Linked DNA regions of Mus musculus: regions 2, 3, 4 and 5 are each linked to region 1. Evidence: chromatin contacts called from public promoter capture Hi-C data. All regions are on one chromosome and are shown on one strand. The core of a region is the stretch at or near the end of the contact, and the rest is flanking DNA. Distances in the headings are between cores, read along the strand shown. Region 1 holds the start of Spg21 (SPG21, maspardin). Region 2 holds the start of Lactb (lactamase, beta). Region 3 holds the start of Rps27l (ribosomal protein S27-like). Region 4 holds the start of Rab8b (RAB8B, member RAS oncogene family). Region 5 holds the start of Aph1c (aph1 homolog C, gamma secretase subunit).

Region 1 (6,361 bases), core at 1,060-3,559:
CTAGAATGTCTGCAGGAGGGAATATTAAAGACAGGCTAAACAGCCAGGTGTGATGGCACACATCTTTAATCCTAGCCCTCAGGGGCGGACAGCTAGCTCTCTGGGAGTTCAAGGCCATCCTGGTCTACATAGTGAGTTCCAGGCCAGCCAGAGCTATGCAGTAATAGTAAGACCCTGTCTCAAACACACAAAGCTAAAACATCAATCAACTTGTTAAAGTTTACTTCTAGGATCGACCAACTTACAAAAAAAAAAAAAATTATCCACAGTTTTAATAAGATGCCACTCACAAACCAAACTAGGTACAAGCACACAGGCAGGCACACAAATGAGCTACCTACTTCTTTCCCACAGTGGCCGAAGGGTAGTCCTTACCGGGTCTTCAGTATAACTCACAAGCAGCTCAGTACTGACCACATTGTAACTAATCTTGATGCATAAGAGTTCCTACACAGCTGTGAGGACACTTTTGCAAGGACAGGTGATTCTAACACTTGTGCTGGTTGGGTGGTGAGGAAAGGTGAGACAGTTACCAAATGTTGCCAAATGTTGCGTAGGACCAGCTGACGGCTAGGAAGAAAAAAAAAAAAAAAAACCTGCTGCAAAGCTAAAGCAGCTGTGAAGGGTATGAAAAGGAAAGTTTGTTCTAGCTCTCTTTCATCCACTTAAGCCGGATGCTTTTCCAAGTCACAAGAGAAACATTCTTAAAAAAAAAAAAAAAAAAAAAAAAAAAAAAAAATCTGTGGCCCAGAAAGTTAGCTGAGACTGTGACCAAACTGGTCAGGATGAAAAGAAACATGGGCAGTGTGTTCAGGACAGATTTGCTTTCTCGTGACTCTGTTCTTTACAAAAAACAGAAGCACCTGTTCAGGCTGGTGAGGAAAGAGGCAGAGATAAGCTTTATCAAGGAAACCCCTCCTCCCGCTGGCCAGGATGCTAAGGCTCCCCAGCTCTTCTTGGACCTTGCGTTGCTGGACAGTAAGTTGGCTAGTTGTGAGAGAGCATGTACTTGGCCTTCAGAGTTTCAACAGAACCTGCAGTTCATAGCTGAGGAAATCGCCTCTACAAATGTTTAACACACGGTCAGTCACATATTGCTGGTCCTTTATCTCAATGTATAGGTGTCTTATATAGGGACAATCTGTGGTTGTTAATACAACCAATTAAAAAGGTTATTAGAACTAGAGAGCCTCTAGGTGACATAACTATGGTTCTCGGTGTTGGGGAACGCTCACCATGGGCTTTTACCACTGAACTACACCTAAGGCCCTGCGGCGGGCTGTTCACTACACATCTTCATCCTTCACCACACCTATATGTATTAAATAGCCATCTTTTTGGAGATTTCTTCAGGTAAGATTTATCCTTTCTCCAGGAACCTATCCACTTCTCTCTAAATATCATGAGAGGAGACGCTGCCCGCACATCTTTCTCTCTGACCACTCGTTTCAAGGTTCTGGTGTAAAATCTTTTTGAAAACTCATACACAGCTATTAGACGGCTTCCCAATGTGCAGAATCCTTGCAAAAAGAGAAGCTAGACCACTGCAGATGGAGACAAAACAACATCAGCCCCTAACTTCTAACTCCCTGGGAAAAGAAGAAAAAAGGGGGGGGGGGTTTCTCTCGCCCTGCTACACTCTTCATGACTCTTTCACAGGCCTCACACCTAGTCTGAGGTAGGATCTTTAAAACAACTCTACTCGCAGCCCTTAAAAGTTGACTGAAACCAAAATGCTCCTGAATTTCTGCCCCAGGATGGGTGGCTCAAGAAAATGAGGATGTCTGACTAAGGATTTTGGGCACCAATCGCCATAGGGGCCGCCCTGGGTTCCACCAGTTCAGAAACAACAACAATCCGCAATGAACCGAGGCTGAACCTTAGACAGACCCACAGGCACAATCGGACACACACAGGCGCCCGCGAGAGCGCACCACACGCACACACAGAGATATGGATCACGTGCATGGTCACAAGGACCTGCCCACTCGTGAACTCTGCTCGTAAGTCACGCATGCTCGATACACGCCCACCTACAACCCTACACGCACCACACACCCACACTCTTGCTTTCCAGGGCCTGCCCCTCACCTGCCGTGGCCGCTCCCGCGTCCCTTTCTTTCCAGCCTAGACGGATCTTCGCCCCGATTTGGGCGCAGAGGATGGAGTCGGCGGGGCGCGGACTGGACCGGCGGCCGCAGATCAGGAGCCCCGCGGGAGCAGCGGGCAGAGGGGGCGCGCGGCCGAGCAGCCAGAGGCCACCGCCTCCCAGCTTTGGTACTGCGAGCTCCCCGGGCGCGCCTCCCGCTTCCGGGTTCCGAGGAGGCGGGACCAGATGGCGAGGAAGGGGCGGGGCTCTGGTGGTTACTATGGCGACGGGGCTGGCAAGGGAGGCCCTGTTCTGAGATTTGCGGTGTCCTAGAGGCTGTGGAGGCTGGTGGTGGATAAGGGTCAGTTCTTGGTCACTTCTGACAGGAGCATGGAGGAGGAAGTGAAAAATCTAGGCTGTAGGCCCCGGGGATGTGCTTCTGACTTCGGTTTTTAGGCGTCTTCATGCTTTGGTGGGGAGACACTTTTGGTCCATAGCTTTGGTGAATAGGCCTTGACATAGTCTTTTTAAAACATTAGTATATATCAGTTCATTACAATGGCTTAATTAGGACATTTTGATACCTATATAAAGAATTTGGATCATCACCCTCCCTTAGTCTCTGCCTCCCATGTCCCATTCCCCTTCAGCCTCCCAACTGCATATGCTTTCTCAGCAAAATTGTTTTTACCTTTTGTATAGACGCTGTCCTCTGACCTCCTTTCAAAGCCTTGTCTCCTTTTATGGCTTTGTGCTGATGTTGAGGGGGTATACTCAGCGCTGGTTTGCCCTCTTCTGTCAGGCACAGTCTAGTCACTGTTCTTACGAGAGATGTGGCAGATGCCACAACACCTTTCAGTTAGCTTACAGCTTTGCTCTGAAATAATGCATAATAATATTGAGTGACCTGTCAATCTTGTTTGAAAATTTGTAAGGTTCCTAAAGCAAGATCCTAATGTTTTAGGGACTTTTAAAAATATTTTTTATTATTATTACTTTTAATCGTGTGTGTGTTTGTGGGAGAGAGAATATATGGTGCACATGAGTGTAGTTTATAAGGAGGGCAGAGGAGGATCCTAGAGCTGGCATTACAAGTGTTTGTGAGTTGCCTAACACGGGTGTAAAAGTAATATGTATTCTTAACCTCTGAGCAATCTCTCAGCCCCCACGTGTGTGTGTGTGTGTGTGCGTGTCCCTGTGCCTGTGCATGTACGTGTGCGTGTGTGTGTGTGCGTGTGCCTGTACGTGTGTGTGTGCGTGTGTGTGTGTGTGTGTGTACGTGTGTGTGTTGATGCCTGCTGAGGCCAGCTTTGGACCCCCTGGAGCTGGAACTGCAGATGATTAAGATGGATCAAGCCTGACTGGGTACTAGGAACTCAGCTTTGGTCCTCTGGAAGAGCAGTAAGTTTGTTAACCACCAAACCATCTCTCCAGGCCTAGAGAGCACAGACGAAAACAATGACTCAAAAAAACAAAAACAAAACCACAAAACAACCAAACACTGATCTATGGCTCAGGAGTCTTAGGTTCCAGTCTAGAACTTAGACAAACACCAGACACATTTTCCCCAATGCATAGTGATGTCTCGGCTCTCAAAAAGGTGAGGCAGAAGGATCTCAAATAGTGGTACTGTATCTCAAAGCTAACTGAATTGTTCAAAATTATAGCAAAAAGTGGTAGATACAGAATCTGAAAAGACCTTTAACCAGCTCTCAAAATTCAGAGCTCATCACCAAATACATGATAGATAGGCTTTGATATATATATGTGTGTGTGTGTGTGTGTGTGTGTGTGCATATTTTATTACAATGTGAGCAATCTAACAATGTTTTGTGTCTCTTAGAAAAGTCCCATAGGGTTATTTGAATCTTCAGTTGTTCCTCAACACATGGCAAGCACACTGTTTGTCCTTGACAGAATGTTTGACATCTGCGTGTCCAGCTGTCTCAGCACACAGCTGTTGGCAGCAGGTTTCTGAGCAAGGCAGGCCACAGCTTGGGTAGACTTGGTGGGCAGAGTGCTAAGAATTTGCAGCTGTCCTGTGTGGCATCCACTGGAAGTTCCCACAGCATCTAAGTACAGCATCAATGCCTGTATGAGGCTCTCCTCCGAAAGCTGGAATGTTCACAGAATATGCTGTGAATACCAAGTAACATAAACAAGGGACCAAATGGCTTGTGGATTTGTCCCAAACTTTAGGCATGTGGGGTGAAAGTGGGGAGTGTGTCTTAAGACAGAATCTTATTCTGTAAACCTCCCTGGCCTGGAATTCTATATAAAGACCAGGTATGACAGGTCCCAGACCTTAGCACTACTGGCTCCATGGTGGAAGTGTCATTTGGGCTCTAAAGCTCAGAATGTAGACAGTGCCACCTGCCAAAAATGGAAACCAAGACCTAATCCATCAAAGCCCATAGTCCCGGGAAAGTCTCTAAACGTTCTAACCTTGCTTTTTGGCTTTTGTAATTCTGCTTCTGGCTAACTGGTCTTGTTAACTGAAGTGTGTCAACCCAGGACATGTATTTTGTGCTTGAAAGTTCACTCTGAGGGCTGGAGAGATGGATCAGCAGGGTAAAACACGGACTATTCTTCCTGGGATTACAGGGGTGTACCATCACAATAGACTTGTTTCTTTTTGACAAAATACCATTTGTTTTAAATCACACAGAGCAATCATATATATATATATATATTCATGTCTGACAAAGATATACATCAAAGGGCTGAAGGGATGGCTCGGTGGTTAAGAGTTCTTGCTGCTCTTGCAGAGGACCTGAGTGGGATTCCCAGCACCCATATTAGGTAGCTCACAACCACCTACTTGTAACTCCAGTTCCTGGGGATCTAACTATCTTTTCTGGCTCTTACCAACACTTGTACATGCATACACACACACTTTTTTAAATTTTACTTATTTGGCTTTTCAAGACAGGGTTTCTCTGCATAACCCTAGCTGTCCTGGAACTCACTCTGTAGACCAGGCCAAGCTGGCCTCAAACTCAGAGATCTGCCCTCCTTTGCCTCCTGAGTGCTGGGATTAAAGGTATGCACCATTGTTTGCTGCAATTTTTAAAAGATATACGTGAAGTAATGTAATTGTTAGACTTGAGCAGAAATTGACGATTGAATGAATGATGAATTAAGTTTTAGCGTATGAGTTTATATGAAAATCTACTCATGAGGCTGGAGTTGGCACAGTGCTTAAGAGCACTGGCTGCTTTTGCAGAGGTCCTAGCTTCAACTTTTAGCATGTACATAGTGGCTCACAACCACCTGTAACTCCAGTTCCAGGGGATCCAATATCCTCTATTGGGCTCGTTGGCACTGCAAGCCTATGGTGCACATATATACACTAAGCCACACACATACACAAAATAAATTTTAAAAATCTATTCACATATTATTTGTGACTAGTATAATGAAAACAACTATATTCAGAACTATACTATACTCTAAATCCTTCCATAGCTGCCCACTGACTTCAAGTTGATATCTAATAAGAAGCTTTACTGAAGTTTGGCTCTCCCATAAGCTCTCTGTGGGTCCGATGTGCTATAATCATAGCAACTACACAAAGGGCCCTTCCCCTCCCTTATCTGGTGATATCTCAATGCATTAGGCCTTGGATCTAAAATGCCTCCCTTTATTGGGCCCATTTGAGTATTCCCAGAAACCAGGGATTTGTTAAGAAGTGACTGGAAAATATATTTAAAAAAAAAAAAAGACAATACTGTCTTGCAGTACCATCTTTTTGTTGTTTTGAGACAGGATCTCACTATGTATCACAGGCTGGCCTTGGATTCAAACACAGGCTCTTCCTGCTCTAGCCTCCTGAGTGCTGGGTTTACCAGAGCATGCCATCACACCCAGCTTGAACACCATGCTGTGGGATACAAGCAGATGTACAGATGTGAATGCACAGTGCATACTTGTGGGTGTGCACGTAGAAGCCATGGGTCAGGGGTCTTCCTGGTTGCTCTCTACCTCGTGCTTTGAGACAGGGTCTCTCACTGAACTAACCTGGGGCTGACTGACTAGGCTGGCTGACCAGCGAGACCCCAGGATCTTCCTATATTTATCTCCTAATTGTTAGGGTAACAGGAGCACCAACTTTCTACAGGGCTGCTGGAGATCTGAACTCAGGTCCTCATGCTTAAGAAATCACTATGCACTGAGCCATCTCCACAGCAGCCTTGAATACCACCACTCTGGATGCTGACTTCAGTGGCAACATAGTAAACAATGCTGTTTCCCCACTGCTAGCTGGAGGCC
Region 2 (6,361 bases), core at 2,198-4,697, 1.5 Mb before region 1:
CGCATACACATAAAGGAACATAGTGAGTGTAGAAGCTTTGAATAGACATTACTCTATATGAAGATGTGTGTGCTGCTTTAATATCCAGGACATTGAATTCATAATGGTTCTTTTTAAATTCCATTGACCATCAGTGCAATAGCAATTAGACATGACTAGTTGCTGAATATATTTCTCCATTGACCTACTTAGAAAAAGTAACTTCCTGTCTTTCCAGAGGAGCAGGTTCGATACCCAGCACCCACATGGCAGCTAATAACTGTCTGTAGCTACATTTACAAGAGGATCCACCCCCTCTCTGGCCTCCATGGGTACTGCATACACATGGTACCCATACATGATGCAAAACATACACAAAGTTTAAATAATGTAAGAAAAAGTAACTTATTACTTGTTGGGGGAAGGGATTTTTTTTTAACCCCAGTCCTTCCTTTTTTCTTCTGTGAAGACTATGCATATCATCTTATTATAGTGTTAATTAATGTGCAAGCTAGTGGTATACATAAAATATATCTTAATAAGAAAACAGCACTTACAACTAAGGAAAAGATGTGTAAATAGCTACTGACCTTAACAGCATCAGCTCTCAGAGGAAATGCAGGGCAAAACCTCAGTGAGATCCAGTTCCTGCCTGCTGGGGTGGCTGTCAGCAGGAAGCTGGAGCTGGGCCAGTGCCTTTATTCTCAGCACTCAAGAGACAGAGGCAGGTGGATCTCTGAGTCTGAGGCCAGTCTGGTCTACATAGTGAGTTCCAGGACAGCCAGGGCTAAAAAAAGAAAGGAGAAGAAAAAAAGAAAGACAGAAAAGAAGAAAGCCAGTGCTGGCAGCTACACTGAGGAACTGAAACTATCATGCAGTGCTGGTGGGCAGGTGAAATGCTGCTTCTGGGAGCGCAATTAAATACAGAGTTATGCAATGGCTCTGCACTCCACCTCCAACTATAATTTCTAAGAGAAATGAAAACCTGCATTATAACAAGACATTGTGGTTGTCTGTAGCAGTTTCATGTTCAATGGTTGAAACTAGAAAAGGCACAGTCCACTAGTAAATGCATAAACAAACTGTTATAGCCATAACTGCAGGAATATCACACACACACACACACACACACACACACCTACCTAAAATGGCCTGAAGCAGATATCCTTGTAACTACAGTTACAAAATGCAAACATTTTGGAAAGAACATTGATTGTATCATAGTTCATTCATTGGCAGCTGCATCCATCTTTTTCTTTCCCTGTGGTGATTTTAGTATTTCTCCCTGTGTGAAGGAGCAGACATCCCCACGACACAATAGGAGGGAAAATCTAGTACACTTTCAAGTTTTATCTTTTTGTATATGAAAACACATAAATAATAATAAAATAGAAGAGTGGGCTGTGGGTGCATGCGCTGACACCAGAATAATTATGCTGGGTGAAAGGAGGAAGGCTTTAAAAAGAATATGATTCAAGTCTTCATGGATGAAAATTCTAGAAAATGAAAACTTCTGATCCTCCTGCTTCCACCTTCCAGGCGCTGGAATTCTGGGCATGTGCCACCACACCCAGTTTGTGTGGTTCTTGGGATAGAACCCAGTTTGCCAGGCAAGTACTCTGTGAACGGATTTATCTCCCCCGCCACAGATAGTCTTTTGAAAAGGAAAGTCTCTTATAATTAGCACCTGCAATCAGACCAAAATTCTGTTCCTCTGTGTTCCTTCTCTCCAAGCATGTCTGTGTGCTTGTCCCTGCAAATCAGAGTGGGCAGCCCTTTCTGCTTGGAGCTCCTCACTGAGCCTTAACCGCTCAACTCCACGAACCTCACAGTGAATGCACGCCTGAAGACCTTGCTTGGAAAACAAGGATCTATTTCTCAGGGGCCACATTTTGGACAGGACCGACGGATGTGTGTGACAAAGCCAGACGCAGCTGGACACCAGACCGTACTCCATAGCTACGCAGGGCAGAGGAAGCGGAGCTCCATGGGATGTGGGCAGAGGTGATGGGGTAGGAGGAGAGAGCGAGCGGTGACAACTTGAGCTGATCAGGAGTGTGGACAGTCACAAGAAGCAGAAAGGGTTTTGGTCCACATGAATCCACCCATTTTGCTATTTGGCACTTATGACGTGAGGCTCCTACCCTCTGCCACAGACTGGGGGACAGGAGCTCTGTTTTCCAGTGGTGGTTGGAACAAACAGTAACTGCGTTTGGAAACTCTGATCTTTCTCAGGCAGGTATTTTGAAGAAAGATAGGGTCACTCTAGCAACGCAGCCTTGAGCTGTGAGAAACTGTGGAAGAGTTTCCTACTCAGGAAGAGAACTGAGAGTAGCCTGGCTAGAGTTTGCTTCAGAGAACAGGACTGGGTGTGGAAGGGCAGCTGTAGCGCCCAGTGGACCCTGGCCATGTAATAATACTAGCTGCAGCTGCATCCATCGCACCACTGGGAAGCTGATTCACCGCCCACGCCTCTGATCGTAGAACCCTTCAAACCCTCTGACAAGAGAGGAAGGCTGAGAAGGTACATTTCTGGGCCATCACCTGACAACTCTGTAGATTTAGACAAATCCCTTAGCCTCCCTTTACTCCAGTTTCCTCATGGAACTGATGTCAGACAACACAACCAATCTCCAGAGCAGTTACGATGATTAATGTTTGCTAGAATGATTGTCACTGGGCAGGAAGGCGAGTCAAGACATAAAATTCTCCTAAAAGAATGAAAAAAACCCACATCAGGTTTGCTTTTTCCCACTTTTGTGTGTGTGCATGTATATACATGCATATTAGCATTTGCCTGAGAACGTCCCAGACTATGTTGGAAACCATCTATAATTGCGCTTCTAACTTTGGATTGAGGCTGGGTTTCTCAATCCGTTACAGGTAGGCGCCATGCCCACTGGGCATTTTCACCCGGATACTGGGGATTTGAATTCCAGTCCTTGTGTTTGCATGGCAAGTGTTTTAACCACTGTGCATCTCAGTCAAACAAAGGGGCGAGTGTTGTTAACATAGGCATAAGGTGGCAAGAGGGTGTTGCTGTGACAGGAGACTTGTCTAAGGATATCATGTGTGTTGTGAGAGAGAAGAAGCATGGAAAAGGAGAGAGATGAGGAGGAGAAAAGGAAAAGAGAGGCTTGAGGGACAGGTAGAAACTAAAGTGGGAAGGAGAAAGAGGAGAGAATCAGAAATAAAGAGAGGGAAAGAGAAAAGAGGATAGAGGGAGGAATGTGGGATGCGAGAGAAAAAGAAAACAAGAGAGGGAGGTTAGAGCTAAAGGGAGAGAAGAGAGAGGAAAAGGAGAAGATAAAAGAAGGAAGAAAGATATGAAAAAGAGGGAGGGAAAAGAAAGCAAGAAAAGGAGGGGTGGAACCAAAGAGGATTAGTAGCCAGAAGGCTAGAAAGGAGACGAGGACCAGGCGCTCGATGCGCTCGTCGCTCACCCACCCGGCCTTGACTGAGAGGTACTGTAAAGCCCCGCCTCAGCCCCGCCCCCTCGTCCCGCCCGCCGCGGGCCAAGCCGGAGCAAGCTAGGAGGCAGCCGGCTCTGCGGAGGCAACATGTACCGGCTCCTGTCAAGCGTGACAGCTCGGGCTGCGGCCACCGCAGGCCCAGCCTGGGACGGAGGGCGGCGCGGGGCGCACAGGCGACCGGGCCTGCCTGTGCTGGGCCTTGGTTGGGCCGGCGGCCTGGGGCTCGGGCTGGGGCTGGCTCTCGGCGCGAAGCTGGTGGTCGGGCTGCGGGGCGCCGTCCCCATTCAGTCCCCCGCGGACCCCGAGGCGTCCGGCACTACCGAGTTATCGCACGAGCAGGCCCTGAGCCCGGGGAGCCCGCACACGCCTGCGCCGCCAGCAGCCAGGGGCTTCTCCAGAGCCATCGAGAGCAGCCGCGATCTGCTACACCGGATCAAGGTGCGGGCCCAGTGGGCGTCAGGGCGGCGGCTTCCGTTTTTCTGACTGCCTGGCCGCGGGCTGACGCTCTTAGGGCTGCTCAAGTAGCAGCTGAGGTCACCGGTCGCGGAGGGGCCCGCCCCTTCCCCTTTAGAGTCCTGTGCACTCCGACGGCCAGGGCAATCGGAGCAGAACCATTGCCCTCCTGGTGGGCGGGACCGCAGAGTGGGCGGAGTCAGTCTACTTTTGAACCACCAGGGTCTTTCTTTTCTCTTAGGATGAGGTTGGTGCCCCCGGCATCGTGGTTGGAGTTTCTGTAGATGGAAAAGAAGTCTGGTCAGAAGGTGAGTTCAGCAGGTAGCCCATTTTGTTATTGGTAAAATAAAATACTGATGTTTTACAGGTTGGAGTTGCAAAAAGTGGCACATTTGTAGAGACAATGTATCCCTAGAATAATCAGGCTGTTTTATTTATCACTGGAAAGTTTAAAATGTAACTAACTGGGCTAGGAGTATAGCTCAGTGGAAGCTCACTTGCTTAGCCTCCATGTGTGAGGGCAAAATAAAGTAAATAATTAAATTGTGTGACTCAAGTACGTGGATGTGTTCAAAATGCTGTTTCTTCTCCCAGTTTACTCTTAAGAATTGGTCTGAAAATGGAATGTAGAACAATCCATTAAATTACCACTATTACATATTAGATAACCCTTATTAGTAACTAAAATGTCAGTTTCTGCATATTTTTATTCTTTCATTCTGTAATTTTTTTATTCCCCACTTCTGTAAAAGGCACTATACCAAGTATTAAGAATACATGATATCCCTGGTCCTTAATGATTTACAGTTTATTATTACATTTACTAGACAGAGTGTTACCTGTTTTGTTTTTAACGACAAGCTTGAAGTGGTTTGGGATGGAGCTCAGTTGGTGCTTGCTTTTGGGTACAAGTTCTGGGTATAATCCCTTGCACCACATAAATCAAAGTGGTATGGACCCATGATCCCATTCCTCAGGACGTAGAAGCTGGAGGATCAGAAGCTTAAGGTCACATGATGTGTGTGAGGCCAGCCTGAGCATGTAGAGACCCTGGCATCCATCCCTCTCCAAGGTTAGAAGCTTTGAGAGAGCCATTTAAAAAAAAAAGAAAAAAGATTTATTTATTTCATTTATATGAGTACACCATAACTGTCTTCAGACACACCAGAAGAGGGTGCCAGATCCCATTACAGATGGTTGTGAGCCATCATGTGGTTGCTGGGAATTGAACTCAGGGCCTCACGAAGAGCAAGTAGCCAGTGCTCTTAACTGCTGAGCCATCTCTCCAGCCAGAGAGAACCATTTCTATTCTTTTTATGGTAAGTGCATCAAAGTACCATTTCTTTGATTATGACTTCTTATATTCATAACTTCTCCATTATGAACAAATTGCTCCAGTTCATTACTTGGGTTTTATTTATTTATTTATTTGCTTGCTTGTTTGTTTGTTTTGTTTTGTTTTGTTTTTCAAGACTGGGCTTCTCTGTGTAACAGACCTGGCTGTCCTGGAACTTATTTTGTAGAGCAGGCTGGCCTCAGACTCATAAGAGAGCTGCCTGCCTTTGCCTTCCCCAGTACTGGGATTGGAGACTTGAGCCACCACACCTAGCTCATCACCTAGGTTTTTAGTGAATGATATTTCAGGCATTATTTAAGGAAAGCAGTAGTTTCAGAAGATGTTGCTGAAAGTGGTAGGGTCTGGGAAAATTACACTTCACTTGAGTATATGTATATTTTAGTCAACATAGTTAGTTTATGAAAAAATTTAATATGCTGGGCATGGTAACACATGCCTATAACCCTAGCACTGAAGAGCTGAGGCCAACCTGGGGTACATAGTGGAAGATCCTGATCCAAAAAGCCTAACAGGGGCAGGGCTGGAGAGATGGCTCAGTGGGTAAGAACATTTGCTGCTCTTGCAGAGGGTCTGGGTTTGGTTCCTACATGGTGGTCACGACTATCTGTAGCTCCAGTTCCAGAGGGTCTGACACTCACTTCCAAGCCTCTATGGGCATGCGCATTATATGTATGATTGTTTGGCCTGCATGTATGCCTGTGTACCATGTGCATACTTGGTGCCCACAAAGGCCAAACTTTACAGCCTGAGGTCAATCCCAGGGACCAATACGGTGGAAGGAGAAAATCGACTTTTGCAAGTTGTCCTCTGATATCTATAGGTGCATGTAATACATACATACACACACACACATACACACACACATACACACACACATTGGGGGGATTGGGAAGAGGGAAAGAAGGAAAAAGAGAATAAAAATAATTTTAAAAAGAATTTAATAAATGCCAGCTTTCTAAATAGAAGTTTTATACAAATATTTTTACATTTATCATGTATTCTCTTCATACCTCAGCTTTTTATATTTCTTACATCTAAATGCATACTTTTATACTGTACAGAAGATGAAAACCAAACTTTTTTTCTAGAAGACGCTTTT
Region 3 (6,361 bases), core at 2,323-4,822, 1.5 Mb before region 1:
GGAGGTTAACAACCATCTATAATAGGATCTGATGCCCTTTTCGGGTGTGTCTAAAGACAGCTACAGTGTACTCACATACATAAAATAAATAATTCTGAGAGAGAGAGAGAGAAAGAGAGAGAGAGAAGCAGAGGGAGGAACTTGTCCATAATTAAAACTTTATTGAAAAACTGACACCAAAATAGGAGATCATTGTTGTAGACTTTATAAAATCAAACAATAATTACATTGTCTTGGTAAAGTAACTGAAGTTGGTAAGGCTTTCTGTGAAAAACACAAATTCCGGAACTTCATAGCTCATTAGTGTTGCTTTCTTCTAAATGAACAGCCTGCAAAGGAATCAGAAGAGTGTATTAAACATCTTACTCTATCTTTGGTGTGATTTTAGTGGCAAAAAGTACTTTTAAATTAAAAAAAAAAGTCTTAGAAATCTTAGATTAGATGTAGGAATGTTAGATTTTAAATAGGAAACAAGTTTCCGAATATTATTATGACTAATATAAATTTGCTATAATAACCGTGTATGGGTTTATCCTGACATAAACACAATGGTTACTTGTTTTCAAATTATACCATGGAATCTATTTAAGACCACAAACCAAATTCAATCGTTCAAATTGTTTTAAAGATTCTTATTCTCCAATTCCTCAGTCCCTTTCATCTTCAGTCTCCCAAAAAAGTAACTTTGACTAGAGTTCTCAGATGTTAGCACTCTGCCATGAAGACTTTATTTGCTAGCATGTACATACAAGCTTCCAATGGCATGGCATGAAAATAAGTTCTCTGTGTAGCCCTGGCTGTCCTGAAATTCACTACATAGACCAGGCTGGCTTTGAACTCTGATCCACCTGCCTCTACCTTAAGCAATGGGATTAAAGGCCTGTGTCACCACACCCTTAACTCTTACATGTCTTATGTTGACTTTGGACTCTGCTCTTACCTAAAAATACCAAGTTGATCTTGGATTATTGCTAATTCACTTGTAACTCTTCCAGTGAAAACATGGAATTCACAGCTCTCTAAAACATAAGCAAATTTCTAGTACTATGGAGTTATAAATATGAACGTATTATAAAAAACGATATACACAATTATTTTATTTATAGTATTAAATGAAATCAAAATGTTAATTATATTTTCAAATTAAGAATGTTAATTTGATTTTTAAATTAAGCATTAAATAAGTTTTTTAAAAGTTATCCATGAAATAAAATATAGGGCATTTTAATTGATACAACTGAGGTATTTGATTCTTAACTGGCAACAATTTAAAAAACCTTTATGCACCAAATACATATAAAACAAAATATTAAAAAAAAATCTTATGGTTAATAAAAAAACCTGTGTTGTTGTGTAGGCAGTTATAGTTGCTTCCATTCTGACTTAATTTTATTTTAATCTAAGTTAAGCATGCAGGTGAATAAATCTGTAAGATTTTAAGTATTCTAAAGTTAGAAAAAAATAATGGCAGTATCATAAGTATAAAGTTAGCCACTTGAACTGGGGATTCTTTTTATCATTATATTTTTAAAAGTTTTATTGTTTTTAAATTTATTTTTATTTCATATGTATGGCATGTATGTCTATGTGCTGAATCCTGGGAACCAGAATTAGAGATAGTTGTGAGCTGTGGGTACAGGGAATTGAACTCAAGTCCTTTCAAAGAGGAGTCAGTGCTCTTAACCTTGGAGCCATCTCCCTAACCCCGAACTGGGGACTCTTTAAAGAGCCCACAATAAAACATTTAAAATCTCATTACCAGGTTTAAAAATGCCATACCAGCCAGGCAGTGGTGGCGCACACCTTTAATCCCAGCACTGGGGAGGCAGAGGCAGGCGGATTTCTGAGTTCGAGGCCAGCCTGGTCTACAGAGTGAGTTCCAGGACAGCCAGGGCTACACAGAGAAACCCTGTCTCTAAAAACCAAAAAAAAAAAAAAAAAAAAAAAAAAAAAGCCATACCTTCTGTGAGCCTGGCTTTTCCTCCTGTGGGCTGGCACAACACAGTTGAACAACCCACACAAAGAACCACAGTCTGTGCATGGCTGAAAACTGTAGTAATCTTGTAGCAACCTAGAAAGGGAAGGAAGGGGAACCATACATTAAAAACTTGAAAAGCAGATGAAAACACAGCCCCAGCTCTTCATTTTTCTTGATAGCATGTAAAGTACTTGTCATTTATATATTAAGTGATGTTTTAACAGAACTTAAGTTTAACAGAATTTCCTGTAAATTCTGTAAACAATAATTATTCTAGAAGTCACTTGTTTTTTTTAAGGTGAAACATTAAATTTAGTATTCCAGAACCGTTAACATTTCAGCATGTAACAGACATGTCATCTGTTTCAAGTTATAGCTTCAGTGTAGTGTTTTACTCTTAAATTCTGTTTCCATTTCCACATGTTAAGTACTAAACAGACACATATGGTATAGCAAACACATCAGACAGCAGTTTGAGAATGAAGAATCAACATATATTTTATTTGCATTGCAAAAAAGAAAATTCATCATCTTAATGATCATCTTAAGTTAAAGACTTAAGTCAACGTATCCTTTACCTGGCTCCCATATGTTTCTACAAAGGTTTGAGTATGTTTCTTTAAAATGACCCTTATGACAATTCTGTAATGTCATTTCTAGTCAACAGTGGATCCTGACTTATTAAAGTGTGAATCTTTCCTGAAACGTCCTTTAGGACAGGGAAATTTGAAATTTTATACCTGGACATTTCACATCCATGAAGTAAGAATTTGGGCTCTGAACCAGCCGTTTCTTCTTATGTTTTTTCTTCTCCTCCTCCAAGGAAGGGTGTAACAGATCTCTAGCCAGCTGTGGAAGGAAACATATTGTTACTACTGGAGTCACAGTACACGGGTGGCAGCCCGAATCACACGAGGAACGCAAAGCAGGAGCAACAGGCACACTCCGCAGAGGGGGTACTTAAGACCCTAACTTTTCAAGATAGGACCACTTTCACCCACACGTTGCCAGTCCTTTCCTGGCACTTTACAGCGCTCGGGCAGCATATGGGAGAGAGAACCCCTTTGTCGTTTGGCTGGGTAGCCATCAAAGCTAAGTAAAAACCAGCGTCTGGCTCGGGCCTCCCCGAAGCCGCAGCGCAGCAGATCAGAACAAGGCCGGGATGACCTCAGCCCCGGGGCTCCACATCCAATGGCCAGCACAGGGCTGCGGCATGCTCGCCCGGGGTGGAGTGAACGTGTCGGAAGCTGCGAGGCCCGTTAGTGACCCTGAAGCCCATGGTGAGCTGGGAGCTGCACCCCACGGGCTGGCCACTCACGCGAGCCCGGACAGGGCCCGCCACGCCATGCCGCGCCGTGTCGCCCGGACAAGTCTCAACAAGCCCGCCATGCCTCGGCCCGCAGGAGCAAGAGACGCCGCGGGCTTAGCCGCCTGCCGAGGCGCCAGACTAACAGAAAGCCTGAAGGAAAGCAAGCCCGAGCCCAAAGTCAAAAACTTACGGGCATGGTGACGGCTCCGCAAGCGCGGCCGCTCCAGGTCGCCGAGACGAACTGCTCGCTTTCGAGCGCCCCTCAGCAACTTCCGGGATAGAGGCGGCGGGGAGGAGTGGAGAGGAGTGGAGGCGGGGGCGACCGCTCTAGGCTCCCGTCTCAGTGGTACGGCTCCCGCCCTGACCGCCGGGCCAAGTCCAATGAGGGACATTTAAATGGCTTCTGCGTTAAACTCCGACTCCGCCCTGCACCCAGGCCGGGCTTCGGAGGCCCGGGCATTAGGCATTAGAGGGAAACCAGACCCGAGGCTGCAACTAGCCTGGTCTCCCCTGTTCATTGTGCGGGGCAGCGGACAGGGGGACACACGGAACAATAATCTTTGTTCTTCGCTGTATTACAAACACCATAGGCGAGCCTGGGAGGGGGCTGGCTCAGCGCTTAAGAGTGTGTGTTGGTTAAGACTGTGTACTGCTCCCGCAGACGATCTGGGTTTGGTTTTCAGAACCGAGCTGGGCGGTTCGAAACTGCCTCAAACTCAACTCCAGGGAGATCTGCAGGTCTTTTCTGATCTCTATGGCACTGCACTCCCTATGCGCGCGCGCGCACACACACACTCATAATTAAATTTAAAAATCTGATTTTGGGGTTGGAGGTGTAGCTCAGCTAATAGCATGCTTGCCTTGCCTTCATGAAGCCTTAGGTTAAATCCCTAACACCACTAAATAAATAATTTTTAACTAGAAAGATCCCACTGACGGGTTGTGAAACAAACTTCTAGTCTTGTGTCTGTGCCTTCTAAGGAGTGAGACTTGAAGTTCTGCACCGGATAGGCTTCACCTCCGGTTTGCTTTGCTCTGAAATAGTTTTTTAAACAAATCCCATTTGCTGCTGTGTTTGATATGCCTCTGTCTCAGAAAACGTGGTAGGTGGCACCTAAGAAAGAAACCTGATATTGACCCCCTGGCTTAAACACACACACATACACCATTTATAAGCTTGACCCTAAGACTGTCCTACCAATTTGGGGAAAAAAAAAAGATGTATAATACTCAATTTGCATAAAGCAGAAGAAAATTAAAACACCGCATTCCCTCATGGAGGAGTGCTCACCCAGTAAGTAAGAAACCCCGAGTTTGATTTCCAGCACTGGATACATCTAGGGGTATGGGGCACACTTATTATAATCCAGCACTTGGGGTTTAGGCAGGAGGGTTGGAAATTCAAGATCATCTTCAGCCATATGGGGCCATCTCTGGAACACCAAAAATGAATAAACTGTAAGTCAATACTAAATATGGTGATATAGATAACTATGTAAATTATTATGTGTGTACGGGGAAAATAATGGTCCTAGAAGTTCCAATGTCTCAATGTCCATGGTCTGTGGTTACTTGACGAGTACAGTTAAGGCTGCAGTCTGCATGAGATGCCTGCCCTAGTCTCTGCCATTTGAACACTTGAGACCCAGTTGGTGCGGTTTAGGCTTAGGAGGCTTAGGAGGTGTGGCCTCATTGCAGAAAATATGTCCCTAGAAGCCAGCTCTGAGGTGTTAAAAGAGTTACATTCCCAGTTTGCTCTCTGCCTCACGCTTGTCCTTTAAAATGTGACTCTCAGCTTGCTGCTCCCGTTGCCATGCCTACCTGGTGCCACACATCCGTGTTATGATGGTGATGGATTCTTACTGTTCTGGAACCATAAACCTAAATAAACCTTTCCATCTAGAAGTTGCCTTGGCCATGAAGTTTCTTCACCATAATAGGGTGGGGGTGGGGATGGCGGTGGGGGTTGGCGGTGTTTGTTTTGGTTTTGATTTTTGGAGATAGGGTCTTGCTATATAGCCTCAGATAGCCTCAAACTCCTGATTCTACTGCCTTAGTGTCCAGCATGCTGGGATGCAGGTGTGTGCTAACACCACAGCAGACATTGCTACTGACGTTGAAGATGGAGGAAGGAGACATCGAGTCAAGGAATGTGGGAGGTTGGTACAAGCAGCAAACCAAGGGAGTGAATCTCCATAAAGAATCTGCTCTTGGGCTGGTGAGATGGCTCAGTGGGTAAGAGCACCTGACTGCTCTTCCAGGCTGCTCTTCCGAAGGTCCGGAGTTCAAATCCCAGCAACCACATGGTGGCTCACAACCATCCGTAACAAGATCTGACTCCCTCTTCTGGAGTGTCTGAAGACAGCTACAGTGTACTTACATATAAAAAAATAAATCTTTAAAAAAAAAAAAAAAGAATCTGCTCTCCTCCACGCTGCTCAGTTTCAACCCAGTGAGATCTGGGTCAAACTTTCAAAACACAGAACTTTACCATTATGCATTTGTATTGTTTTAAACCACTATATTTATGGTAATGTCTTACAGAAATAATAGCTGAATGAAGGAAGACCTGGGAACTGGTCTTAACTTTCACTGTTTTCTTCCCTTACTGCTACTTTTCACAACTAAACAACATATAAAGAACCTTTTTATAGATAAGGCCTTGGCTATATCAGGATTTAAACCGTGGGACCTGTGAGATGGCTCAGAGGGCAAGGTGCTTGCCACCAAGCTGGTAACCTGAGTTTGATTCAGGGAACTCATGTGTTGGATTCCCTAGAGCTGTCCTCTGACTTTAATAAACATGCATGCAGTGTTGGCACACATGATAAATAGTGTTTAGAACATGTGTTTAATTTCAGATTGTGAGGCAAGAAGAAGAATTAGGATTTTCTGCCAGATGGTGGTGGATAAGTTATTTCTCCATTGAAATGAGTCAATTCAAGTCAGATTAGAATATATAAAGGTAGGTTTATTGGGAAGCAGCTTACTGGTCCTAAAGAATTAGGCCAGGGAAGGTGTGTGTATGTGTGTGTATGAGAGAGAGGGAGGGGGTGGGGGGAGAGAGAGAGACT
Region 4 (6,361 bases), core at 1,857-4,356, 1.5 Mb before region 1:
TCAAACCTTTGAGCAAATGGCTTGCATCAGTGCTACCCATTTACTATCACTGTGAATTTTGTCTTTAATACACCAGTGTATAAAATCTGAGAATTAATAATGCATAATGAAAAGAAAATCTGATTTTTAAAAAAAGTCAAACAAAATGCTTGAATAGTTCACCTTGGTATACAAATGTAGGATTAGAAAGTCCCAATATTATACATAGGTGGTAGTATAAAAATACTGAGGAACTGAAAATATGACAGAATTTTTTTTTTTAAATCCCATTAATTAACAAAATTCCCCTAAGGAAATCTAGGGACTTTAAATTTCCTAACTTGCATTTCTCTTCTGAACTTAGTTATTTACTATATAAATATGTCCCTTTTCACACACACACACAAACTGCCAATAGTTGAAATAGTAGGACCGAAAGTTATTTCCTTAAAAAAACTTTTTTATGTATGGGTGTTTTGGCTATATGTGTACCACATGTGGTACCTGTCTGTGTACCATGCCACATGTGTGCAGTGCCCAAAGGGGCCATAAGAGGGCATCAGGTCTCTTGGGACTGGAGGTCTCTTGGTGGTTGTGAGCCATCACATGGTTGCTGAGAACCCAACCAGAGTCCTCTTAAAGCAGTCAGTGAAACTTAGCATTAACCATTGAGCCATCTCTCCAGCATTCCTCCCACCAAAGTATATCAATAGATAAAAATCCTTAAAAAGAAGAGGGCCAATGAGGTGACTGAACACACAAATCTGATGACCAGAGTTTGATCCCCCAAATCTATGTAAACATGAAAGGAAAGAACAACCTCACAATATTTTCCTGATCTCTAAACATATGCCATGACACAAACCCTGCCCCCATTACATACATATACACAATAAAGATAAAAAATGATTTAAATTTAAAAATAAAGTTAGGAAAACTCCAATGGACTTTGAAGACTTCTTTCCTTCTGTTCAATGAATGAGGACCAAGGAATGGACCTGAGCCATGGACCATTCAGACCCTGGTGAAGCCCTACTCAGAGGCATGCTTCAGAATTTGGCTTGGGCAAAGAAGCTTGATTGATGCCAGAAGGCAGGGATCCCTTCTCCAAAGGGAACTTAGTCCTTCCTCAGAACCATGACTTTGAAGGCAGCTTTGACCTAAGGCATACTCTAGACATTAGATATTAAGTTGGCAAAAGTAGCTGCTGCCCTCTGGGCATTGTGTGATCAATAAGTATGAGCTAATGATACCTTTCATCTTCTCTCTACACTGGAAGTGATGGTCAATATTAGGAACAACTAAATTTTCTGCTACAATAGGACCAGACATGCAACATTGCTGATATTGTACATGAAGTCACAGGCATTGTTGAATCTTAGAAGAATTTGTCAATGTGTTCAATTAACTGTCCAGTTTTTTTATTATTATTCTAATGATTAACTCCACTGCTTCCTGTAACAACCTCTGCTAGAAGGTATTTCCTTGTCTCTAAGGTAAGTTTTGTCCTAGAGGGTTTTAGATAGTTTGTTGTCAGGCAGGGCCCCTTTAATACTCTTAAAAATGGAGGCATCCAAAAGAATTTTTGTTGGTGTGTGTGTATGTTAGGACAGTTGGTATTTAACATATTTTAAATTAAAACTGAAAAAGAAGCAGAGATGAGACAGAGACTTCTGACAAGATAAAGCTCCTGGTCCCCCTTAGCCACTCCTTCCTCATGATCTGGATAGTAAACCCTTGTCTCACAGGGGCTTGATCTGGCTGGGTTTCTGCCACTTGCAGATAAAAGAGCACTGAACAATAAAGAATTAGTCTAGGGTAATAAATAATGAAGGCTTGAATTGAATACATCAAAGTGCTATTTCCTCCCTTCCTTTTGCCACCCATTAATTGAAAGCCTCCTGAGGAGTGATAAATTTAAACGCAACTAACACCTACACTTCACAGCACCTTACCAAGTTTCAAAGTGCTTTCACACTCAGTATTTAATTTTCACTACAACCTATGAAGTAGTTTGTTTTTCATTCGTCTTTACAGATGAGAAAACTGAGACGTGTCAAGCCTGTGAGACTTCACACAGCTGTGAAGTGGCTTAGCAAAGACTAAATCCAAATCTAAATCTCTACATCTTCTATGGCCAAAGTTCCCGTCACCTGTCTCAGGTGGCGCTATTTTATAAGCTGTTCGTAGCACAAGCCTTCCCACATCTTTCTTCTCTTCTCTTCTCTTCTCTTCTCTTCTCTTCTCTTCTCTTCTCTTATCTTATCTTCTCTTCTCTTCTCTTCTCTTCTCCCTCTCTCCCCTCTCTCCCCTCTCCTCTCTTTCTTTCTTTCTTTCTCTCTCTCTCTCTCTCTCTCTCTCTCTCTCTCTCTCTCTCTCTCCCTCCCTCCCTCCCTCCCTCCCTCCCTCCCTCCCTCCCTCTCTCTCTCTCTCTCTCTCTCTTTCTTTCTTTCTTTCTCAAGAATTCATCCTCCCGCGGTGCGCGAGGCGGTATCTATGAAGCAGAGCCTCTAAAATGATCATCGCATTTGGCTGTGGCCTGTAGTTCAGAAGGCACAAGTGGGAATGAAATTAGCCCGCTAACATCACTCCTTGAGCTCTATAATTGAAGGGCTGTGGAAGGGGGCCTAGGAAATGGGCGGGAACGGGAGAGGCTGGGTAATACTCTGCAGCTAATTCACAGACTTCGTGAACCTTTGCATCTCCAAAGAAAGCTTGCCGAGCTCCGGGTTCAGGCAAGTAGATGAGCGAACTGCAGGACTTAGATTCCGAGGTCTTGGATTTGAAAGATGCCCATAAACAAAGAAACAACAAAGTCAAGTTCCCTTGGCAAAAGAAGAGGAGTTTGAAACGAAGCGTCTTTTCCCTGTAAGGATGGAAAGTCTTAACACACCACCCTACATCACTCAGATTTGTTATCCAGGGAGGTTGTTCGGACAGTTTGGGCGAGGCACGCCCGCGGCTCTCCCAGAGTACTACAAATCCCATAAAGCCTCGCGGGGCGGAGGGTGATGACAAGGCGCGGGCAGATTGGCTGGGACGGGGAGGAGCGAGCCTGTCGCCTCAAGAGGGTGGGGCGAGAGGCGGGGCGGGGCGCGGGTGGCTTGGCAGACACGCCCCCTCGCCAGAGGCCCCCCCTCCGCGCTGCTTTCCACCGCCTCCTTGCTCTTGGCGGTCAGAGAGGGCCGGAGTGAGAAGATGGCGAAGACGTACGATTATCTGTTCAAGCTGCTGCTCATCGGCGACTCCGGCGTTGGCAAGACCTGCCTCCTGTTCCGCTTCTCAGAGGACGCCTTCAACACCACCTTTATCTCCACCATCGGTGAGGGAGCGGCCGCGGCCCGGGACGGGAGCTGAGACGAGGGGGGCGGGTGCCTGGGGGCCTGGGAGAGGGCACGCGAGGGCTTGGCGACCGGAGAAGGGGACCCCGAAGGGCCGCGGAGAGGGCAGTGAGAGCCGGAGAGGCTGAAAGGGACGGATGGGGATGCGGAACTGCGGACGGACGAAAGGGAACCGGAGCAATCGGAAACCAGGGGTGTTGGGGACACGAGGGGGCTCCGGGGCGGCGGCGGCAGCGGCGTCCCAGAGGGACGGAGTCGGGGGAACACAGGAAATCGTACGGAAAGAGAAGGAGGGGAGGGAGAGTGAATACGAACGTGGGTTAGAAAGACAGGAAAGAGGAAGGAAATGTGAAGAGGGAAATGAAGGTTTGAGGACTCAAAGAGGGGCTTCAAATGAAGTAAAGGGGCAGAGGACACCAGGGACAAGAGAAGTGAGACTAGGAGGCGGTCAACAGGGAATTGAGGGGAATGACTGACTGAATGATCAGGAGGCAAGCGATAAAACGACATTGACTCTAAAGGTGTGAACAGAGATGCCAAGAGAAAATGCAGAAGATTGTAGGTGGGAGAAGGACTCAGGAGGACCCGAGGGCGACTTGAGGCTACTTGGTGGAGAAAGTGAAGGCGAGCTGAGTGTTAACTAGAAAGGAGAAGGGGAAGCAGGGGATGCAGTGCAGGGGTTGAGAGATCAGAGAGGAAATGGAAAACGCGGGGCTCAGGACTTTCCCTAGTAACTGGGAACGCTGGTTTCCATTTTCTCTTGACATCTTTGAATCGAGATTTAAAAAGTGACTAATGATGGAGTAATGTCTACGGGGTGTTAAAAATCTTTTGAGTGTTTATAGGAATTAAAGGGGCTGGGGACTTTGGGAGATGATGTGGTTAGAAGAAATTTATTGTTCACCGCCTTATTCCGTGTCTTGGGAAGCAGCAGTAAGTTTCTCAACTTTGTAAATTCTTGAGCTCGTGTAGTTGGTAACATCCAAGCCAAGTGATTGACTGTACATTCCGCCTGCCTCCCTGTGTAGTTTCCTTTGATTCTAATTACTTTGTAGGTGAATCATAACATACTGTATATTTCCCAATTACTTCTAATTGACTCAAGAAAAAAATTTCTCACTCTTCACTGGGAGCTGCTCTTGTATCTTCAGTAAAAGACATTGTGTGCAGGTAAACAGGATCTTTAAGTTGTAAACTGAAGAACACATCAAAACTGCTTTTAAACCTTCAGTAGGATGACCTTAACATTATTTCCTTTGTTAAATAGCTGCAGTCCAGTGGCCCACTCACTCATCAGCTTTTTGGTTGTCTGGCCTCTAATACTAGCTTATTTAAAGCATTTTTCAAATGGCTTTCCAGGTGATCCACAAGTAATGGGGAACTAGTGTGTTGACAATAAGTATGTCAAAGGGGCTGGAAAGTTGCTATGGTGGTTAGGAGGATTTGCTGCTCTTACAGAGGACCCAGGTTTGGTTCATAGCACTCACTTGGCACCTCATACTGCCTGTAATTCTAATGGAATACAACACCCTCTTCTGGCCTCCGTGGGGACTAGACATTTACATGGTGTACATACATTTATGCAGGAAAAAAACCTTGAATTAAAAACAAAACAAAATCCGTGTTTAAATATTTGTGGCATTTGAAAATAGGTGACATTTTAAAAGTAGGTATCGAGCACTTTCCAGTGTAAGTATTGGTAAAGAGTCTCCATGGTTTATTCTGATTTTTTTTTTTCCTACAGACTGAATGGAAATTTGGGTGTTGTGATATCTGGGCTGAAGGAAGTTTGAGTTGCGAGTTCTTGGCAGTTAGTCTTGAGTGGGACTTTTCTGAGGAAGCAGATTTTAAATGTCATCTCCCTTCTCGAAAGTGTATTTGTAAGAGACTTGGTGCAAGCTGGTACAGCTGCTAAAGGACATTCATTTCTGGTATCAGTTTCCAAGCCCCAAAGGACTCTTCTTCAGTGTTGACTGCATGCTGCAGCTCAGCTTGGAAAGGACAGTTCCTAAGAAGTTAAGGGTGGGGGACAGTGTCTGTTCCACGTGCAAACTTCTCAGAACTTTCCTCCTGCTTCAACTTTCACAACTGAGTAAGTCTGGGGCAAGAGAGACGGCTCAGCAGCTAAAAGTACCTGCTGTTCTTCTTGGGGACCCAAGGTTAGATCCCAGCACCCATAGCAGGTGGCTCACAAATACCTGTCAGCCAGCAACTCCAACTCTAGGGCTCCTGACTCCTCTTCTGGCCTCTCTGGGCAGCTGCGCTCACACGTAGACATCTCCCACCCAGGCGCACACATGGGCACATAAACTTTTTTAAAAGGAAAAAAAATGAAAAGAAAGTGACTAAATCTCACTAATACAGCATGTTAAATTCCTTGGATTCCTCGGCAGTAGATTTACCAGCGCCCTACTCCCCCCACATTTCTTGTAAGGACCTTTTAACACTATCTTTTAAAAATCACTTTTCTTGGCTAAGGGTTTAACTGAATTATATAGTATATGCTTAACATGGACGAGGCCTTGGACTTAATCCCTAGCCACCCCACCCCAACAGATCTCTGTGTGTGTGTGTGTGTGTGTGTGTGTGTGTGTGTGTGTGTGTAGTGTATTACATTTCACACTTTAAACGTTACATTTAAAACATTAAAGCAGGTACCCTTCGACAGCTGAGATTAGGAGGTATATATACATGGTGAGTCTCATGTGAACTCTTGGTCTTTGTACCTTCTGTGTGGTGAATGTGGTGAATATAGTGTCAAGCTATGTCTTCAGTTGATAGGAGGAGGGAAACTCCCATATCTTTTACTTAGCCCCAGAACTCCAACAGGAAGTGGTAGCAGACAGCCAGAGAACTTATATACCTGAAAGCAAAATGCTGTGTAGTTGCAATTACGCTTGAACAGTCGGGTGAAGTTCACACTACTCTCGAGAAAAGTTCCACAGACTCCTGACTGGCCACAAGCACAGTTTCTAGCAGCAATGTCACTCCCGATAAGCTCCACACCACACCTCCATTATGAAGTTGTTTCAGTGACAGTT
Region 5 (6,361 bases), core at 1,523-4,022, 1.4 Mb before region 1:
ATCCCAGTGCTAAGGAGGAAGAGTCCTTTATGAGTTCAAAGCCAGCTTGGTCTGTATAGTAAGTTCCAGGCCAGTCAGAGCTATGTAATGAGACCCTGTTTCAAACTAATAAATATAGAGTGGAATAAATGTACATGTGACTGTTTAAGGTGGCAAAGATGACAGCTTCTGTAAGAAATAGTTCTTATTTTTCAGACATGATAAACAAAATGCCTTAAACTAGTTCCCAGCTTTTTCTACCAGTGAGAAAGTGTCTTTTCTCAGTGTCTTTTTACTGAGGCTTTCCCAGAACCATTTGTGATGGGTGTATTAGTTATGTTTCTTATTGCTGTTGACAAGATACCTGACACGAAACAGTTTCAGGGATGAACGGTTTCTTTTGGCTTACAGTTGAGGAGCTTACACTTCATGAAGGTGGGAAAGGCATAGCAAGAAGAGGAGAGGCAGCTGGTCACATTGCATCTACAATCACAAAGCCAATGATGATCAGGAAATCAGACTGGGTTACAAAACCTCAAGCCCATCCCTAATGAACCACTTCTTCCATCAGTGCTCTACCTCCTGAAGAGTCAACAACCTTCCTGAACCGTGCCACCAATTGGGGTCCAAGTGTTCAAACTTGGCCAGAAGGAGACAGGTCAGATGCAGACTATAGCAATGGATATTCAGAATGTATAGGTGTGTCAGGCTTGGTCCTCAAGATAACTCATGAGGTAGTCTCACTTAACATGAATAAAGATGTATCTTAAATATGAATGGCCAGAGAACTTTATAATCTTTATTCTTAAGCTTCTTAGAAATTATGAAATTAATAGATTTCAGATGCTTCAATGCTTCATCTTCAAGATTATTCTATTCCTTACTTTAGTTTCTTCTAGGCACTGGGAAATAACAAAGTCTTTTCCCTCTGGAAGTTTACATTTAAACAGGAAGACAGATGCATCACTGAAATTGACTTGTGATTGAATGTATAGCAAAGCGATGTTACTATAAGAATGTCAAGCAAAACACAGCTCTCATTTCAAAATTGTTTATTCTGCAGCCAAATTTGAGTGATCTTGGCCTGGGGAACAGAGTATTGGGGTTGCCCCAAATACTGTTTTCCCACATGGAAATGAGTACATGAAGTTTTTACAGTTACAAAAGAAAGTAATAAATCAAGGCCCCTTTCAGATGCATTATTGGAAATATCAGGTAAGTGGGGCAGAGCAGAGCAGGGAAATCTCTGCTACAGGTGTCAGATGCTGCAATCCGATGACATTCTTAGCTTTGGGGTTTGTGGAGGCTAGTAGTAAATATGAAGGAAAAAACCTGTCACGTGATAGTCACAAGGGCATTAGAGCAGATGCAGAGGTGGGAATGAATAGCTGTTAAAGAGGCTAGATAGCCCAAGATATTGGCTCTGTATCTACAGCGTTTCAATTCTCCACAAACATGAATGTAATTAGTCAATATTAACCTTGTAGCATTCTTAACATAGCTGTGGTTGTTTGTCCTGAAATTTAAATTCAGATATGATTAGAGAATGCCTTTAAAATTTTTTAAGTTTTTGGAGATCAGGGCTGTTAGTGGCACAGAAACCAACTTGTCAGAACAACTCGTCAGTATTTCATTATTCCTTTTCCATAGGGGATGATTCACCTGGGTCATACCAGCCCAGTTGGATTTTTACATAGGATGGGAGCCCCACATTCCTGCAACCACGGACACAGAAAAAATACTTACTTTAAAGGAACCGTGCCCCTGTCCTGCTGTTTACTTCAATTGACCTTCAGCACAAAAGTGGCCTGGTAATCTCCCTTAGACCACCTTACAGTTGGCCAGCACCAGGGACAATGTGTACCCACAGGCAAGAGGGCTGGGGCACAGCTTTTAAGTCTTCAGTGAGCCACGCTTTGGAATAAGGACCTGCAGCGCTGGCAAGTCTGAGGCTTGGTGTAGCCCTTTGCCTCTCGGAGGTCTAGGCGCCCGCCCAGTTCGGCGGGCAACTTTCATTGCCCCAAGAAACCTAGAGAAGAAACCTTGAAGGACCCCTTTCCATTCTCAGCACCCCGAGTGCTCTGAAGAACTGCCCAGCCCTCAAGGCCCCGCCCCGCAGTCTGACGGCACGTGGAGTCCCAGGAGGCCGCGTTGCTGCCCAGCCTGCCCGCACACCGAATCCTTCCAGGCTGCACCTCCGCTCTGACCGCTTGTGAAGCCCCTCGAGGCCCTGTCCCCTGCGCTGTACGCACGCAGAGACACTAGAGGCCGCCCCGGTTCTGACAGCACGTGGAGCCCCTCGAGGAACCGCCTCTCTGACAGCTTCTCGATGCCGCTGCACAGGTTCTAACAGTACTCTGAGCCTCTCAAGAAATAGCTTCCCGAATCCTGCACCGCCATTCGCTCTCAGCGCCTGGAGCACCTCCTGGAACTACCTCCCGAGATCCGCCTGGACACCCCTCTGCGACTGACCGTTGTGCGATACAGGCTCTGTTTTTCGAGCTCCGCCCCCGCCCAGTCCTGCCTTGCTGTGGAGCAGCTCGAGGACCCGCCTCCTCGACTCCACCCCGCCCTCTGCAAAAACAAGCCGCGGAGCATCTCAAGGCACTTCATCTAGAGCGCCGCTCCGCCCTCTGCTCTGACTGGCTGTGTCCTGCACCGCCCCCAGGCTCTGATTGGCCAGAAACCGCCCCTAAGGCACCGCCTCTCGTACGTCCCGCCCTCCGCTCAAAAAAGCCTTGGAGCACCTCGAGGCCCCGCCTCCCGGGCTTTGCTCCGCCCCCTTCTCTGATCGAGCCCGGAGTACCTGGCAGGCCTGCCCCGCCCCGCATTCCGCTAAGAAATCGTCCCAGTCACCTCGGATCCACTCAGGTCCCCCGGGACTGGCTTCTGTGGGTACCATGACGCTGCCTGTGTTCTTCGGTTGCGCCTTCATCGCCTTCGGGCCCGCGTTCGCACTCTACCTCTTCACCATCGCCACCGACCCTTTGCGCGTCATTTTCCTCATCGCTGGGTGAGGTTGAGCCGAGTCCCGGACACCGCGGGTCCCTCCCTCTCCTGGGTTTCCACGACCCCGGGATCCCCATCTCCCAGTGGCTCCCAGCTTGTGGGACTGTCCAAGACTGGGGGGAGGGGGTTCAGGCTGAGCAGGCGAGTCCTGCGGGTCTTGGCTTCTGTGGAAGATGGGAATAAGTGGATACATTCGTGTATGGAGCCTTAGTCTTTCCGTAGGAATTTCTCATTTCACTCAGTGCTCAGCGGCATCGAAGAGCTGTTCTCACTCTCTGCCATTAAAGACACCTGGGGATCAGTTGTCCACCTCCTCAACCCCCGTTCTTGGACTCAGAATGCCTGTGAGGAATTTGGGCTCAGATTTTTCTTGTAGGCCCCTGGGTAATGGTTGGGGTGCAGCCAATGGTGAAAGCCTGAGAAAACCGCTGCAACACCTGACCAGTCTTGCTGAGAACTTGGTAAATATCTAACTCTGCTGGTGACTGCGGTCTTGATCCCTTTGCACCTGCTGAGACTGAGTTTCTGAGACTTGGCACCCAGGCAACTCACTGGCTAGCCAGGAACTCCAGCCTCTCTGCGTTCTTTTTTCCTGTAATAAATAGTGCTCCTTCGCTGTTGGCATTAAAAATCAATAGAGTCTGTTGAACGTCAAGCTTGCTGTGTCCTTAAAGTCCACAGGAAGGTTGTAAGAACCGGGCCTGGAAAACAACTAGACCACAGCATGGGTTTTCAACTTCTGAGTTTTCCATGGTGCACACAATAAATACAGGTGTAGGTGTTTGTTTTCCTTCAGAAAAGATACTTATCTTTACAGACAGCTAAGCCATTAAATTCACATTTTCTAGGATATGAAAATTGTAACAGCCACTGGTTATATGTTTCTATGGCACACCAATGAGGCAAAGCAGTAACCAACTTCCTCGTTGCCAGTCCTTGGCAGATAGTGTTCTGGTGTACACAGACAGGGTCACTGAATCGTCCTTGTTGAGGGCATCTGACGTTCCTCTTGGACTGTTTTTTCACTAGGAGGAAAATGGACCATTGATTAGCAAATGCTGATTCGGAATACCATGTGAAGGGGTTCTTTCCTAAAAAAGATCAAGATATTTGTTTCCTGTGCTTCTGTTAACTCGTGACTTTTGTCTTCTACGTTCCAGTGCTTTCTTCTGGTTGGTGTCTCTCCTGCTTTCGTCCATGTTTTGGTTCCTAGTGAGAGTCATTACTAACAACAGAGATGAATCAGTACAGAATTATCTGCTCATCTTCGGAGCGTTGCTCTCTGTCTGTATCCAAGAGCTGTTCAGGCTCGCATATTATAAGCTGTTAAAGTAAGTTAAATGTTTGTTTTATTTTCCCAGTTAGACTTGAATTATGATTTGGTGGTTGTTACATTTCTAGCCTGAAAATTGTATTTAAATTTATGACCTGGCTTGCCTGCCTGCCTGCCTGTCCGCCCGCCCGCCCTCCCACCCTCCTGCTCCCCTGCTCCCCTGCTCCCCTGCTCCCTTGCCTTTCCCTCCTTCTCCTTCCTCCCAAAAGTGTTTCTTGAGAATTTTCCCAGATACTTTGTCAGAACTGGAGGTGCAAAGGTAAAACAGAAGCTCTGGTGGTGCACACCTTAATCCCCAGAGGCAGGCAGAGATCTGTGAGTTTGAGGCCAGTCTGGTTTACAAAGTGAGTTCCTTGACATCCACAGAGTATAGTGAAGCCTCTCTTAAAAAAAAAAAAAAAAAAAAAAAAAAAAACAGAGAGTGGGAGAGACTGTCACGAGGACTGGCTTGTGTGTGTGTGTGTGTGTGTGTGTGTGTGTGAGATGAGCTTTCATTTGGGACTAGGATATGATCAGCTGAAGGACCCATGAGGACGTCACATGAAACCAGTAATTTGAGTCAGAGCTTGGACTTGGAGCCCTAGGTTCTTATGTTCTTTCAGGAAGTTATGAGTTTAGCCTTGCTTCTGTGGTAAGGTCAGTGGAGTAACAAATGTTTTCGTTCCTGCCACTCAGACTCTCCACGAAGTTCATAGATAAAACCTAAAGTAAGTCTCAGCAACACCCCCTGGGACAGGCTTCTGGTCATCTCCCTTCCTAACATGTTGTTATTCTGGATTTTTAAAAACATCTTGCTTTTAGCAGTAGATATTGAGTTCCCTTTTCATAATGAGGCAATTTAAGTTACAAATTGAAAACCAGGAAGCCATTTCTTAGTAGCAAAAAAAGCATAGCTTTGGAGTACCTGGCAAGATGATGGTTCAGTGGGTAAACGTGCTTGCCACCAAGCCTGATGACCCGAGATCAAGCCCCGGCACCCATTTAAAGGTAGAAAAAAATGAAAGGACTTCAAGTTGTCTCTTGACCGTCACATGTATACCATGGCATTTATGTGATCAGGAGTATGCACATACAGAAAATAAATAATAAATAAATGTAACTTTAAAAATATACTTTTGAAAAGGTTTAACATGAAAATTTGTAGTCTCTGGGAAAAAATGTAAAGAGCATTAAGTAAATGTTGGAAGTAATGTTTAGGACAGAGAATGTAGCTCAAGTTGGTAGAGCCCATGCTAGCCTGCCCAGAGCCCGTGGGTTTGATCTCCAGTATTGTTTTAAAAATTAAAGAAAGAGAGGAAAAACTAACATTTTAAGCTGGGCATGGTGGCCATGAAAGAGCCCAGAGCTTTCAAAGAAACAAAATGTAACATTTAAGTTGTTTACAGGGAGGACATCTAATTGTGTTGAATATTTGTGATATGCAAAAGTTAGTTATTACCATCATAAAGATTTAATTTATTGTTGCTTTTTATTTTAAAGTACTCGGCGTTGAGGGCAGGGTATTGCACATAATAGGCAAACAATCCATGCCCCTCCCCCTCAGCCTACAGGCTGACTTTAACTGGATATTTTCACAGGGTAATCAAAATGGTTCTACTTTTGTCCTGTGCCATTGAAATCTCAGCCACATGATTGTCACAGGGTCCCTGTCAAGGCTCAGCACTCCTCAGTTCAAGGTGTGGTTGTTGCTTCTAAGCCCTTCTCTCCCCTTGGCAGTTGGCAGTGGATGCGTCCCCTTTTGTTACCGCCTGATTTTCACCATATGCTTTTGCTACAATGTGATTAAAGCCCTTGACCAGAGTTGTTTTCTAAATAACTCAGCCTCACAGTGTACCGACAGATAAACTAACAGTGTCCCTAGCTAAGTAAAATAATAAAATGGGCATGGTGGGGCATCCCTGTACTCTTTACTCTCCAACGACAGTGAGGCCAGCCAGTGACACGAGACCAGCTCAAAAACCAAGCAAACAAGCAAGAAAAACCTCAAATATCTTAAATACATAAATCCAGAAGTGGAATAAACTTCCTCTTGATGTGTAG

The links. Promoter capture Hi-C pulls out the DNA fragments that hold promoters and counts their contacts.
Region 2: a promoter capture Hi-C map of erythroid cells shows a contact between it and region 1, with 4 times the contacts expected there. The contact joins the promoter of Lactb here to the promoter of Spg21 in region 1. A contact is called at or near these places in 2 of 39 promoter capture datasets (erythroid cells and pre-B cells).
Region 3: a promoter capture Hi-C map of erythroid cells shows a contact between it and region 1, with 6 times the contacts expected there. The contact joins the promoter of Rps27l here to the promoter of Spg21 in region 1. A contact is called at or near these places in 2 of 39 promoter capture datasets (erythroid cells and pre-B cells).
Region 4: a promoter capture Hi-C map of erythroid cells shows a contact between it and region 1, with 4 times the contacts expected there. The contact joins the promoter of Rab8b here to the promoter of Spg21 in region 1. A contact is called at or near these places in 2 of 39 promoter capture datasets (erythroid cells and pre-B cells) and 1 of 115 datasets of contacts at active chromatin or transcription factors (astrocytes).
Region 5: a contact with region 1 is called in a promoter capture Hi-C map of liver, with 5 times the contacts expected there. The contact joins the promoter of Aph1c here to the promoter of Spg21 in region 1. A contact is called at or near these places in 2 of 39 promoter capture datasets (liver and pre-B cells).

The regions. Positions count from the first base shown.
Region 1 is chr9:65,456,885-65,463,245 of GRCm38.p6, reverse strand. Spg21 (SPG21, maspardin) reads right to left here and starts at 2,309. Exons shown (of 9, transcript NM_138584.2): 1 at 2,092-2,309.
Region 2 is chr9:66,972,570-66,978,930 of GRCm38.p6, reverse strand. Lactb (lactamase, beta) reads left to right here and starts at 3,447. Exons shown (of 6, transcript NM_030717.1): 1 at 3,447-3,890; 2 at 4,147-4,213. The coding sequence starts at 3,540.
Region 3 is chr9:66,943,297-66,949,657 of GRCm38.p6, reverse strand. It overlaps Rps27l (ribosomal protein S27-like), which reads right to left and starts at 3,572. Exons shown (of 4, transcript NM_026467.5): 1 at 3,478-3,572; 2 at 2,719-2,827; 3 at 1,961-2,071; 4 at 136-329. The coding sequence starts at 3,483. The coding sequence ends at 301.
Region 4 is chr9:66,916,450-66,922,810 of GRCm38.p6, reverse strand. It overlaps Rab8b (RAB8B, member RAS oncogene family), which reads left to right and starts at 3,106. Exons shown (of 8, transcript NM_173413.3): 1 at 3,106-3,301. The coding sequence starts at 3,178.
Region 5 is chr9:66,831,117-66,837,477 of GRCm38.p6, reverse strand. It overlaps Aph1c (aph1 homolog C, gamma secretase subunit), which reads left to right and starts at 2,772. Exons shown (of 6, transcript NM_026674.3): 1 at 2,772-2,992; 2 at 4,149-4,319. The coding sequence starts at 2,880.